4 separate regions of the Rattus norvegicus genome follow, and regions 1, 3 and 4 are each linked to region 2. The links are chromatin contacts, called in public Hi-C maps. All regions are on one chromosome and are shown on one strand. The core of a region is the stretch at or near the end of the contact, and the rest is flanking DNA. Distances in the headings are between cores, read along the strand shown.

Region 1 (3,025 bases), core at 491-2,990, 490 kb before region 2:
TATTTATGTAAACCAGAAGAGGAGCCCGGGGAGGGCCATGTGAGTGCAAACTGAAGTGAGACACCCTGAAAGAGAGGGGCGAGGGGCAGGAACTGGAAGGCCTAGCTTTGTGGAAGTCTGAACGGAGACTTGAATTACAAGAAGCAAGAGACTTTGGAAGTTGAAGAGACATGTTCTAGAGAGACATTGGGAGAAGCCCCTGGACCCTAAGCTAAGCTTCTCCCTAAGCTAAGCTTAGGATCCAGGGGTTGGCGCACTGTGGCTGGGTGAGCCAGTGTGTGCCACCTAGAGTAAGGACAGGCTCCTGGTGAGGGTGGCGGCCATAGGTGTATTGCTCAACTCTCCTTTCTGAAGAGAACATAACAAGAACCAGGAGTCTCCAGCCCCCGTGCCAACGAGAACCCCTCATAATGTGTGACTCTTGGCTACACTGTGCCTCCACTGGCCTGTGCAGGGTTGATAGAGCTGGGGCTCCAACATGGGACTCCCTCTAGCCTGGCCATCCTTGGCTACACTGTTGAGCAAGGCTCTCCGTTACCATCTAGCCTCTGCCTTCCCTTTAGAAGGGTCGTCTGCTTCTTCCAGTCTGCATGCTTTCTCCCTGTCACCTTCTGCCTCTGCTCTCCCTCACTGACCCCAGCACCCTACCCTCACCAGTCTCTCATTTCCTAAGACCCTGGCTCCTAAGAGCAGGCTTGAAAGCTGAAGGACAGCAATTCTAACATTGAGCTGTAGGGAGGAGAGTTGTGGAGAAGGTGGTGGTGGTTGGAACCCACGCCATGAAGAGCAGCATGTGAACTTGGTGCGGTCCCTGGGCTCAGCATTGATAAAGCATTTTAGAAGGATTTAGTGTGAGGATGATAATGGAGACCAAAACTGACATCCAACTTTAGCTAAACCGCTAACGTGCGTGGGAAGAAGGCAGATACAGGGAGGAACACATCTTGGGACAGATCCTGCTTGTTCAAGTTCTGCTCAAAAGACCCTTGGGATGAGCAGATGGAAATAAATGTACCTTCTGACCCACTGAGTTCCCTTGCATGCTGCTGTTGCAGTAATAAGGCTGTCACGCCATGACCCAGCAGGGGAAAGCTCACCTATCTCTGGGGTCCCAGACTCTGGCTAACTCCAGTGTTAATAATCTGTGGGCTGCTGCTGCTACCCCAGGACAGGCTGTCCTTTCACTGGGTATTTTCTATTCTACTCTAACCTCTTTCCACCCCAAAGAGCTTCTTGCACATCTTCAGACTCTCCAGTACCCATCACCCAGACTTTGACACAGAAGTGTCCAGGCAGTAGCAGAGTGCCCAGTAGCTGAGACCAGTTCTCCCTTGATCGCAGCCCTGAGCCCTCAGCCCCTCCAACTGAGTACAGTGAGCATTTCTGTGCAGCTCCCTACTGGCTCCGTTCTGCTTGGCTTTCCTCTCTGTTTTCAGGAAAGAATGCAGCATTATGGGAGACTGCTAATGAGCCTCTGCCTGGTGCAAATTCAGGGCATGAGTGGACTTGCAATGGCAGTGACCCTCAGGTCCTTTCACTTCCAATCCAAAGAGGAAAAGGAACCCTCCAAGCACCACGACCCTCCCGGGGTGGGGGGAACAACAATAACAGCAGCAACAACAACAGCAGCAGCAGCAGCAACAACTTTTCTCTTCCATGAACGAGGCACACTGGCCCCAGAAGCCTCTGGATGCTGGAACATTTTGGCGCCATCCTCCCCGGAAGAAAGCTCCCTTGTTCCCGGTGCACAAAGGATGACTCAGGGCAGGCGACGGGACTTGAATGCTAATGGCCCAAGGAGGTTTGCAGGCTCTGACTCTGCGCTGCGGGGAGGCCAACCTGCTGCTTGGGCTCCTCTCCTGGGGCTGGCCCTATCATGCACACCAAAGTGCTGGGGACCCGGCTGCACCTCTTTCTAGGCACCGGATCCCGCAGAGGAGACTGCCTGTTGAGAGGGGCCCCACCAGTTAGTGCTGGAACCTGGAACCAGGGAGAGCATCTGTTGCAAGCAGCCCAAACCGCTAAACATCCGTGCAAACTTGGACCAACAGGTCCTACAGGAATGTACTAACCATCTGCTTTTCCTTAGCTGTTTTTTTTTGAGCAAATTATGTTTATTATGCTAATTTATTTTACTGTCAACAACACGGAAAGAAACTGTTGCCTCTAAACAACATCATTATATATCTCATTCTGGCTTGTTTCCAATGAGGCTTTTCCCCTGCTGTGAATGCAACAGGAGTGAATACATATCAAAAGGTAGATTTATGCACAGTTGTGCCCAGGATATAATACCCTAGGTTCAGGAACTCAGGATTGACTACTCTCCCAGAAAGTACAAGGAGAGGCCACAATGGGTGAGGCCCCAGGCAGCTGCCAGCTCAGGCCCTTAAGTGATATCCTGGTTAGGGACATTTACTGATGTCTGTACATTCCAAGGGAGAGGCTCCCAGGCATTTGCTTTTCTTCATCAATCTTTTCCTCCCCCAGAAAACTTCCCATTCTCCAGATGGTTCCCGAAGAGGACTGAGGCTCCTCTACCCATGATTCATTGGGAACTGCTTTACTCAAAACCAAGGCACTATATAGGAAGAACAAAACATGATTAGGTCCATGATGTCCTTATCTCACTCCATAGGGACAATAAAGTTCATATTTCCAGAAGGGTGGGCAGACGAGGAGAGTTCCTGGCTGAGGCTATGACAGTGAGACCACATCCTTCAAAACACTCCGCCTCATTGCAGAGGGCACAAAGGGAGCCAGCACTCCACACAAACTCTCATCCCCTGGCTGCAAGCTGAGGAAGTGCCAAGTAGCCCTTAGGTAGCAGACCCAAATAGTTCATCAGTTAGATAATAAATAAGGAACATGCGGCTTCCTGGGAGGAACTCGGGGTCATGAGAGGCCAGGAACAGTGAACGAAGGCCACCTGCAGGAAGGAATAGGATTCTTCACTCGGCTTCCTGTGACGACAGGAGCAGCTGTAGACATGTGTGTATTGGAGGGGACCGTTGCCTGCCTACCC
Region 2 (3,234 bases), core at 330-2,829:
CATGGCACCAAAGCACTGCCTGTATGTACAGGGAGCTAGAAAACTCTAGTTTTGCAATGAGTATAGATCTGATGTGCAAACTACATGTACAGTCCCATTATTCAGACACAGCAAATGTGGGAAGGGTTTCATCTATGGCCAGTGCATTTTAATTACTGGACCCCAGATGAACACTTACTTCAGTTTAATGAGTCTTTTAACATTTGGAGGTTGGAGTTGTTTTTATGGTCAGGGTCTCACTGTGCAAAGTTGGCTTAGTACTTGTGACCTTGCTGCCTCCACCTCCCACATGTAAAGACTGCTAGTGTGTGCGAGAACCCGAAGGCAGAAACCTAATAAGTGGGTGTCATTTATCCGATCTGTGCTGATTTAATGTAGTATTTCTTACATTCTAAGGCATGTTTCTGGGTTGTTATCTCTATTTATAAATACACTTAAATCAGTAACTACACATCTGAAATAACAGCCTAGCTAATTTATCTCATAAGAGTGGTCCCACACAATTCCTCCTTTGAAAAGGGGTGGGAAGCAGAGGGAGAAAGGTCAATTTAAGTCCCAATTTCTGAAAACAGGTATCAAGGTGTTTTGGGTCTTGTACAAAGTCGAAGGACTTAAGATAAAAACCAGCCTCAACCCACACTAGACAACCTTGCTTTTAGCCTTGAGGCCTTCACACTTCGAGAACTGCTCAGATTTGTGGAAAACTAGTTATTTTAAGACAGGGTTCCACTCATAGCACAGGCTGGCCCCCTGAGGCTGCCAACCTCTTGCCTCAGGTTCCAGATGCTTCGGATTACAGGTTTCTGAGCATACTCCCCTAGGGCTGTTTTTGTCCCAAAGGCAAGTCACTACAACTCTTGAGCACCACGACCCTGGGGTCTGCAGGGCGGGGAGGCAAGGTGACAGCAGGTGAGCTAGGCGCGGATGAGGAAGTGAGCCTGGCACCGTGTGGAGGATTACTCATGCTGCTTTCCTGCGAGCGGAATTTCTGGCCTCGGTCTGTCCTGCTGAAGTTCAACCCAACTGCTGTCACTTCCCGTCCGGGTAGGCTGGGGAAACCCGCGCGTCCGTGGGAGGGGAGGGAGGAGGCACAACGGGTCAGGTAGCTCGCGCGCGACAAGTCCTGGTTGTCCACGTCCCCGGGGCGCACGCGCGGGTCTCCGCACCCACAGCAGAAGCGCGCGGGTCCGCAGAGTGCGCACTCCACCGCGCGAGGGCTGAGCGGGTGTGGCCCATGCCTACAGCTCCACCTGGCCTAGGAAGCCATGCTGCAGCCTCCCGTTCCTGTCCCTAGAGTCCCTGAACCGTTCTCCGCTACCCCACCACACCTGAGCAAAACTTTTCCCTCGCCTCCACGATTCAAACTCCGCAGCGTCTAAGGCTGCCGCAAACCACCCCGGCCCTAGCAACAAGGTTCCGGCCGTAGAGCGAGCGCCGCTAGGTGTTAGGAAGGTGATGTCGTAAAGCCCCGAGTGTCGTAAACCAGGTGCGGTGGGGAGGGGGAGGGGTGGAGGCGGCGGGTGGGGGGGGGAAGGGGAGGGAGGGAGGGAGGGAGGAGGGGGAGGAGGTGACTCGAGCATTTAGACACAAGCGAGAGGATCATGGCGGATGGCCCCAGGTGTAAGCGCAGAAAGCAGGCGAACCCGCGGCGCAATAACGGTGAGTGGCGGAGGGGCCCGGCGTGGCGGCGGGCAGCGGGCTGCCGGGCGAGGGGCGCGGGGCCGAGCGGGCCGGGGGCGGCGGCGGGGCCGGGCCGAGTGGAGTGGGAAAGTAAAGTAGTGCGCCCCGCTGCCGCCGCCGCCGCCGCCGCCGCGGCCGCCGTCCTGGACCGTTATGTCTTACCTGCCTCTGCGCCTAGCGGCTCGGGCGGCCGCCGGGGACCGTTAGCCGCGCCGCATCCCGCCGCCGCGCCCGGCCACTTTTCCGCCCGCGGGTGGAGCGGCTGTTGCTTCTTTCCGCACTTTCTCCACTCTTGCTGCCCCTCGGCGCCTCCCCGCGCGCGATCCTCCCTCCGCGCAGGCCGCGGCGGCGGGGAACAAACTTGCGGCGGGCGGGCGCGGACTGCGGGGCGGGCGCGGGCGGGAGAGGACGGGCGGTCGCGGGCCAGTTGCGTGTCGGCTGCGTGTCGACCGTGCGCGCGTGTGCGCGGGAGCGGGCGCTGCGCGCCGGGTCGGGCGCCCGCGGGAAAGTTGCGCCCCGCGCGCTCGCGGGCGGGCGGGGATGGGGACGCGCGGGGCCGCCGTGAGCCGGGCGCTCAGGGGGTTGGAACCCGGCGCCTGCGGTGCCCGTCGGGGGCCGGGCACGCTCTGGCGGCTCCTGGCTGCTGCCACAGGGCGTGTGTGTGCGTGGACTCGCCGCCTGCGGGCCGGGAAACAGCACAGACAGGTCGGGACACCCGGACAGCCCGAGTCCCGGCGGGCACGGGGCTGTGTGCATGCGCCTCGCTTTGGCTCTTTCGGTTTGGGGAAGTTGTTACCTGGGCCCGACGCGCGAGCAGAGGACAGATAATGGAGCTGGGCTGGCGCACGGGGTCGCGAGTGGGGCGGGTGGGGGAGGGGGCTGGCGGCCCGACGGGCGCACGGGGCTGCGGCTAGCGGTGCAGCTGCGCGGGGTATTGATTTCCGCGGATGTGCCAGGGAAACACACTCCTCCTTGGCCTGGCTGCAGAGTTTTTTGTTGTTGTTCTTGTTGTTGTTCTTGTTGTTGTTGTTGGGGTTTTTTGTTTTGTTTTGTTTCTTAAGAGAAAAAGCTACAGGCACTAGGAGAGAATAAGACACCTCGACTTTTGTCGGTGGGTGCCCCATGGGCTCTCCCAGCGTGGGGAGACGCGGGGAGTTGCTGGGTGATGCCCCTCTTAGGCGAGTGTGTGCTCTCAGCTTGCAGCGCGGACAGCCTCTGCTCCTGGTCATTGTCTGGACAGTCCCTGCGGCGGCGGCCGGGGGATGCCCCCGCCCGGGTACCTGTGTGTGGTGATGGGCGGCCACAGCCCTGTGCTGCCGCGGCCGCGGCTATATAAGGAATTCCTCATGCCTTTCGTACCCAGTGGCTGCGTGGGGCTCCCGCGGGGTGTTGAACGAGTTTTTAAGATTGGGGGTAATAAATATGCCCCTGATGGCATCAATGTGTCGTCCAGAGAATTAGGAAATCCTGTTTAAGTGGCAACCGTGGCGCGCCCCCCACGCCCCACCCCTGCCCGGCCTGCGTTGCTCCCTCCCCTCCGGGATGCCAAACGCC
Region 3 (3,117 bases), core at 340-2,839, 310 kb before region 2:
CAGGTGGGCCCTAGACTCCATCTGAAATCACAGCAGTTCTTGAACTGTGTTTCTCCTGCCTTGGCCTCCCAGGGAGCTTGAATGCCACCACTTATGCTCCTCATGTGCTCCTATCCCACCCTAGAACAAGCCAACATCCCCTCCCCACACACAAACAACTTTGTGTGCCCATTGTTTGTGTCTACTTCTCCACTGTCCTGAGACAGAGTTCTTTCCAGGTCTGATTCATGGATAGGGTCTGATGCAAACAACAATGCCATACTTAGAAAGCTGCTCTCCCTCAAAGTCTCATCTGATCCTTGTAAATGTTAACAAAAGCTATACTATCATCTCCCAGGTTAGAGACAGACTTTTAAAAACAGTTCTAAGACTTAGGCAACTTGTCTTTGGAAAACTACTAACAGGAGAACAAAACTTAGAAGTCCTGCTTTTATTCAAGGGGTCGGTCCTCTGTAAGAATATTAACACTCTCCACTGAAGTCACAAAAATGTGGCCTCTTAATTAATCTACTATATAAGTCCATCCTAGGGTGTGTATATTCCCTTCAACGTTCCTGAGAAGTACTGTACCAGAGTTGGAGAAGTGTTACAATGTTATAACTAACTCATTCATCTGAAGGCAAGATTTTTAAACCATACAGGCAGACAAGCTGAATCTACGCATTTGTGTTGAGTATATTAGTTCTGGGTTGCTAAAAACACTTTTCTGTAATAGCCAGACCAGGGGAACAAGTATTGCCAAGATCTCTGTGATAGTGATACCAGTTATTTATTGATTCCTGATCAACTATTACTGTAGCTGAGATATCTTCAGGTTCAAAAGTCATGATCCAATGGGTTGGGGTAGGTGTGTGTGGGAGGTAAAGCCATGAGAAAGATCCTTACATACAAGTTACCACACTCCTCAGAATAATAAATGTTGTCTTAACCGTTGTGTAGGATAACATAGCTTAGTTTAGCTCACAGGGTTTCAAGACATTTCGGTCCTTTGGAAATGAAAATAAAGAAGGCTTGAGGCAAGGCAACACAGGATGTAATTTGTCATCAGAGACCTGGGCATTTGCAGGATCCCAAGGAAAGGTGAACACTGGGCAGCTAGTCTTCGAAGGGGTTCTCCATCCCAGACTGACCAAGCATGTCCTACTGGAAGATGAGAATGGACTCTGGAAATCCCATCTCTTTTATCAAAGAATTTTAAGGAGGGCCTCGCCAGTTCCCGGTTCCCAGGCCTTAGTCGCCCGCTCTTGGCTGTCACAGGCCGGTGGGAAAAGAGCCGGCCAGGCTCTGGAACAGCCTCGCCTCCATAAGCTGGTGCTGCCGGGAGGGCGCGCTCCCACTTGGGGCGGCCACCAGCCCGGCGTCACGCTCGGCAGCTCCCGTGTGTCCCGAGGCTTCCCGGTGCCCGCGATCAACACCGGGACCGCGACAGCGAGCAGCCCGCAGGCCCCGCGAGCCCCGCAAGCCAGGCAGCCGCAGGATCCTCGCCAAACTTACAGTTTTCCTACTGCGTACGCGTCACGGCGGGGTGACGTCACGGGCCGGCTTCAACGAGGTCAGCCGGCGGGCGCGGCGCTCCAGCCTAGGCCCCGCCTCCAGCACGCGGCGGGAGACGCCCCATCCCGCCCTGCCTCGACCGGCGCGCAAGCGCACACGGCCAACTGCCTTGTGCCTGTGAGCTTCGCAGGCTGGCGTACTTAGTCTGCCACTCTTCACCATCTTCACAGAGCCCCAGAGGCGAGAAGGTAGGGGGGTCGATTGACAGAAAGGGAGAGACCACGGGATCAAATCAAGTTCTCGCCCGGGCTTAGGGCCGGCGAAAGGGTTCTTACGTAGTTTTTCCTCAGATACTGCCTTCCGTCCCCTCACCTGTTCACTAAAACTGCTACACGTTTGGTAACAGACACTGTTCTCCGCCGGGGTCATAGGGGCACCTTTCCCATGGTCCTTTGCGCTGTCTCACTTCTGCCCCGACCCAGCCACTCCCGCCCGCCCGCGCCCGGAGAGACACGCCCACTAAGAGTGGACCACGCCCCTCCAGACCAACCACTGAAAGCCCCGCCTTTGCCAGGCCGGCCGACACCCGGCTAGGCCACGCCCCCGAGACCCGCCCTTCCGGCTCCGACATTTCGCGGTCTCCTGCTGCAGAGCGGCCCCGCCCTCCGTGAGGTTCTTGCTGCCTATTGCTGAAGGGAGCATCTTCTACTCTTCTACTGCCTTTCCCTTTTTGGCCCCAGGAAACCTTTTGCAAGTCACCTGTTAAGTTTAACAAGTGACCTGTGAAACTTTCCAGGAAAGTTAGCTGTTTTAAGTCCAGCTCTGGATAAAAGACCACTGCAAAGAAAGTGAAGACAGAGTGGACCACAGAATCTGAAGACTTGAAATCTGCTTCCTAGGAGCCCCACATTACTCCTTTAGACTGAAAACCTTATTTAAAAAAAAAAAGCATTTCAAACTGTGTTGGAACTAGTCTTAGAAGAGGATATACTGAGTATAATTTGTATATTCATAATTCAGTATAATTCAGGATATAATTTATAGGCAAAAGGCCAGGTCAGGGATTTCGCCTGAGAGTTCCTGTATCTAAATCTAAACAATGATTTGTTTACACTTTACCTTGGGAGTAATGGCAGGAAAATGGTAGCTTTTAACCAGAGACGAGAGCTGGTTGAAAATACACTTCACTAAGACAGGAGGAGAGTTGAGTTCCATGCCAGCCTAAGAGAGTTCCAGGACAGTCTGGACCAAAGAGCTCCTGCCTCAAAAAAGTGAAGTACAACAATAATGTATTCCAGGAAAATATACATAATTCATTTTGAAAGAACTTAATCTGTGCACTTAAATACCATGTACTCTTTTGATTCTTATCAAATGACATCAGATAAATTTGTAGTCTGTACATAATTTTAACAAGACTTTTATTTTGTGCAACAATGTAGAAAAAATATCATTTTAAAACTTACACATATCTTTACATTGTATTTATTTTTCATCAAGAACAATCTTAATATACTGTGTTTTCATTATTCACATGTTTATAAGTCTTCAATATCATTTCTCAAAACATGAATTTTCTAAAGTAATCTTCTAATTATTACCTGAGATTCTCCCACAGGCAAA
Region 4 (3,205 bases), core at 220-2,719, 500 kb before region 2:
GCAAGTCCCACAGGAGCAGGAAGCCTCTTATAAGGAACAAAGTTGCACAGATTTAGAAATTGCTGTCTCTCCCCAGGGGCTACGACATCTACCACTTTCTGCGCTCCAACAGTTCAGTGGACAGACTTTGTATTCAGTGACGGCAAATAGCTTTGCTAAGTTGTTTCTGTTTTCCCCAAGAAGCACTGAGCCACTGCTCTAAACTCTAGACTCCTGCTGGATCTCAGAAAGATAAAAAAGAAAGACGCTATCCCAGAAACTCGGCAGAGGGAGCTGAGCTGTGCTGAGCTGAGCTGAGCACAGAGAGGCAGTTGTGTCCTGCTAATGGGTTTCTGAACTGTGTAACACCCCCCTCCCACATCCCCACCCCCTCATCCCCAAAACCCAGACTTCTAAGTCTAAAATGCTTCAAATTCCACGTAGGCAGGCCAGGCCTATAGTCCTGGAGCTAAAGAGGCAGGTCAGCATGGGCTACCTAAAAACAATCTGCCTCAAAAAGAAAAAGAAGTCAGTGTGGGAAAGGCGTTAGTAAGTTATCTGTTTTTGAATTTCCATTCCCGTCATCTTAGAGCACTGAGAAAAAGTAACTGGGAATTGCATTACCATCTCTAGTGCAGGTGCTGAGTGGCTACCCCATTGGGGCCTCTTTAGGATGTAGTGGAGTTACGCCACCAGCAGAGGGGGCTTCAGGCTCAGCCAGGGAGCCAGCCCACCAGCTGGAGAAAGAAACTGGTTTCAGAGGGCCAGACTTCAGCACACAGGACCAAGTTGATCAGCCCGGCTTACCCAAACCCAAGAGCCACCTGCTAACAGCTGATGGAACGCGAAGGCAAGGCCCACCGAGAGCAACCGGAGGAAGCAAGTGCGTCCAAGACGCGCCAAAGCCTGCCAAGGCTGAGAGCCTCGGGAAGCTTCCTTTTTTCTAGCAGGCTGCCCCTTGGCCGTTCAGGATGAACTCGCATATTGAATAAGTAGGGTGAAGCAGCCTTAGTCTGACCTCTTCAGGAAGTTCCTGTGCCAGCTTTTAGGAGCACGAGGCATTTGTCGCACTGAAAAGAAATGGGGAGGGCAAGGCTGAGATTCTTAGCGGGGAGGTTGTGGGGTAGGCGTTGGGGAGTGCAGAGTCTTCAGAGGCTGTTAGCCTGGGGTTTGTAACAGCTAGAGACAATTAAACCTGACTGTGTCAGAGATCCTGAGTTATCTGGCCCCAGCAGGCAGCCTGTGGGTGTCCTGCCCTGAGATCTAGTGACAAAGCTCCCGGAATGTTGGACTCAAATATGCTCTGACGGTTGGCATGCGGGAGGGCACCTGCCCATCCCTACACCACTCAGAAAAGCAGCCCTCCTCAGTCCAGCTCCGTGCGATACCCTGTACCCGTGCAGGCAGAATTTAGTCCTCCAGTTAGGGCTGCTTTCTGCAGGGCAAGTCAGGTGACTCCCAGGGACAAAGCAACATGTCCTGGGGTTGTACCTTCCTTGGTAGATATGGGGAACACAGGCAGAGCCTCTCCCTCTCCAGCCAGGGCGTCTGGGTAGCAGTGAGGAACAACGCAAGGCAACCCTTGGCCATCTTCCAAGCCACGCCCATTCCCCACTAGGCCCTAACCGCCTACACTCACAACCAAGCTAGCTATGGCTTTGTCAGCCCTACAGCCGTTGTTGAGCACAAAACCGCTTCTGTGTCTCCACGTCCTACCTCCCGCCCACCACAGCATAAGGTGAGGCTTACAGTTGGATGCATCTTTCTGACTAAAACGTTGTATAACAACATCCCTTATTTACCAGTCATAAAATGGTCTATGGCCCACGAAGGAAAGCTGGGCTGGGCAGAACCAGGGAAGAATCAGAAATTCAGTACTCTCCCCTTCTCTTCTTCCGCTAAGGATGAGTGAAGCTCTTGGAACAGCCCGAGGGCTCAGGTCTGAGGCTTCCTGCAGCCTACTCCTGAGCCTGGTACAGAGAACACAGACCTGGTATCTAATCTGAGGCATGTTGGCATTGGGGTGGCTGGCCTCTGGCCTCTGTACCTCTTCTGTTGTCCCAGCTCCATAGAGATGGAGTCTACCCTTCAACTACTCCAGGGCCTGAAGCTGCCTGGGGCCTAGAACTCTCCATTCTCCGTGGCATTTATAAACCCAGCTGGATTGCCTTCTCCCTGCCTGCCTCTTGCTCTCCCAGGCCTCTCCAAAACCCAGGCTGTTACTGTGCTTACAGTCAAGTGAAGGCCAGGGCTAAGTGAGCACCTGCCGCAACCCCCCCTCCCTCTCTCCCCCTCCTCTCCCCTCCCCCTCCTTTCCCCTTTCCCCTCCCCTCCCCTTTCCCTCTTCCGGTCTTTCTCCACTCCACTTTCTCCCCTGCCTCTTTCCCCTCTCCCCTCTCCCCTCCCCCTCCCCTCTCCTCTCCTCCCCCTCCCCATCTCCTTCCCCTCCCCCTCTCCTTCCCCTCCCCCTCTCCTCCCTCTCTCCTCTTTCTCCTCCCTCTCTCCTCTCTCCTCTCTCTTCTCTCCTCTCTCCTCTCTCCTCTCTCCTCTCTCCTCTCTCCTCTCTCCTTTCTCCTCCCCCTCCTCTCTCCTCTCTCCTCTCCTCTCCTCTCCTTTCCTCCCCCTCCCCCTCCCCCCTCCCCTCTCCTCTCTCCTCTCCTCTCCTCCCCCTCCCCTCTCCTCTCTCCTCTCTTCTCTCTCCTCTCTCCTCTTTCTCCTCCCTCTCTCCTCTCTCCTCCCCCTCCTCTCTCCTCTCTCCTCTCCTCCCCCTCCCCTCCCCTCTCCTCTCTCCTCTTTCTCCTCCCTCTCTCCTCTCTCCTCTCCTCCCCCTCCCCTCCCCTCTCCTCTCTCCTCTTTCTCCTCCCTCTCTCCTCTCTCCTCTCTCCTCTCTCCCCTCCCCCTCTCCTCTCTCCTCTCTCCTCCCCCTCCTCTCTCCTCTCTCCTCTCCTTTCCTCCCCCTCCCCTTCCCCCTCCCCTCTCCCCTTTCCCCTCCCCCTCTCCTCTCTCTTCTCTCCTCTCTCCTATCTCCTCTCTCCTCTTTCTCTTCCCTCTCTCCTCTCTCCTCTCTCCTCTTTCTCCTCCCTCTCTCCTCTTTCTCCTCCCTCTCTCCTCTCTCTCTCTCTCTCTCTCTCTCTCTCTCTCTCTCTCCCCATTTCTGTCTTACAGATTCTGGGCTCTTGTCACTTACTCTGCTGAGCCTCTAGGTGAAGTAGACATGGTGACAGGC

What was found. A called contact is a pair of places that touch in the nucleus more often than the background predicts.
Region 1: a Hi-C map of liver shows a contact between it and region 2, with 4 times the contacts expected there. The contact joins the enhancer-like site here to the promoter of Zeb1 in region 2. A contact is called at or near these places in 2 of 12 Hi-C or Micro-C datasets (liver and psoas muscle) and 1 of 1 datasets of contacts at active chromatin or transcription factors (oligodendrocytes).
Region 3: a Hi-C map of liver shows a contact between it and region 2, with 2.0 times the contacts expected there. The contact joins the promoter of Zfp438 here to the promoter of Zeb1 in region 2. A contact is called at or near these places in 2 of 12 Hi-C or Micro-C datasets (frontal cortex and liver) and 1 of 1 datasets of contacts at active chromatin or transcription factors (oligodendrocytes).
Region 4: a Hi-C map of Schwann cells shows a contact between it and region 2, with 9 times the contacts expected there. The contact joins the enhancer-like site here to the promoter of Zeb1 in region 2. A contact is called at or near these places in 1 of 12 Hi-C or Micro-C datasets (Schwann cells) and 1 of 1 datasets of contacts at active chromatin or transcription factors (oligodendrocytes).

Annotation. Positions count from the first base shown.
Region 1 is chr17:57,294,681-57,297,705 of GRCr8, reverse strand. It overlaps LOC108348573 (a long non-coding RNA gene), which reads right to left. Exons shown (of 4, transcript XR_010059216.1): 4 at 1-3,025. Among named protein-coding and RNA genes, the nearest start is that of Ndufb3l3, 95 kb to the right of the region's middle. Within about 2 kb of position 1,740, at least 49 of the 93 cell types and tissues checked have an H3K27ac peak or open chromatin away from gene starts, as enhancers often do. A contact at or near this core is called in liver, where this site is marked.
Region 2 is chr17:56,808,998-56,812,231 of GRCr8, reverse strand. It overlaps Zeb1 (zinc finger E-box binding homeobox 1), which reads left to right and starts at 1,579. Exons shown (of 8, transcript NM_001308265.2): 1 at 1,579-1,659. The coding sequence starts at 1,602. It overlaps LOC120097728 (translation initiation factor IF-2-like), which reads right to left and starts at 2,466. Exons shown (of 3, transcript XR_010059212.1): 1 at 1,843-2,466.
Region 3 is chr17:57,120,109-57,123,225 of GRCr8, reverse strand. Zfp438 (zinc finger protein 438) reads right to left here and starts at 1,589. Exons shown (of 5, transcript NM_001107358.1): 1 at 1,495-1,589. It overlaps LOC108348574 (a long non-coding RNA gene), which reads left to right and starts at 1,629. Exons shown (of 3, transcript XR_001841939.3): 1 at 1,629-1,742.
Region 4 is chr17:57,313,680-57,316,884 of GRCr8, reverse strand. No RefSeq gene overlaps it. Among named protein-coding and RNA genes, the nearest start is that of Ndufb3l3, 110 kb to the right of the region's middle. Within about 2 kb of position 1,469, at least 44 of the 93 cell types and tissues checked have an H3K27ac peak or open chromatin away from gene starts, as enhancers often do. A contact at or near this core is called in Schwann cells, where this site is marked.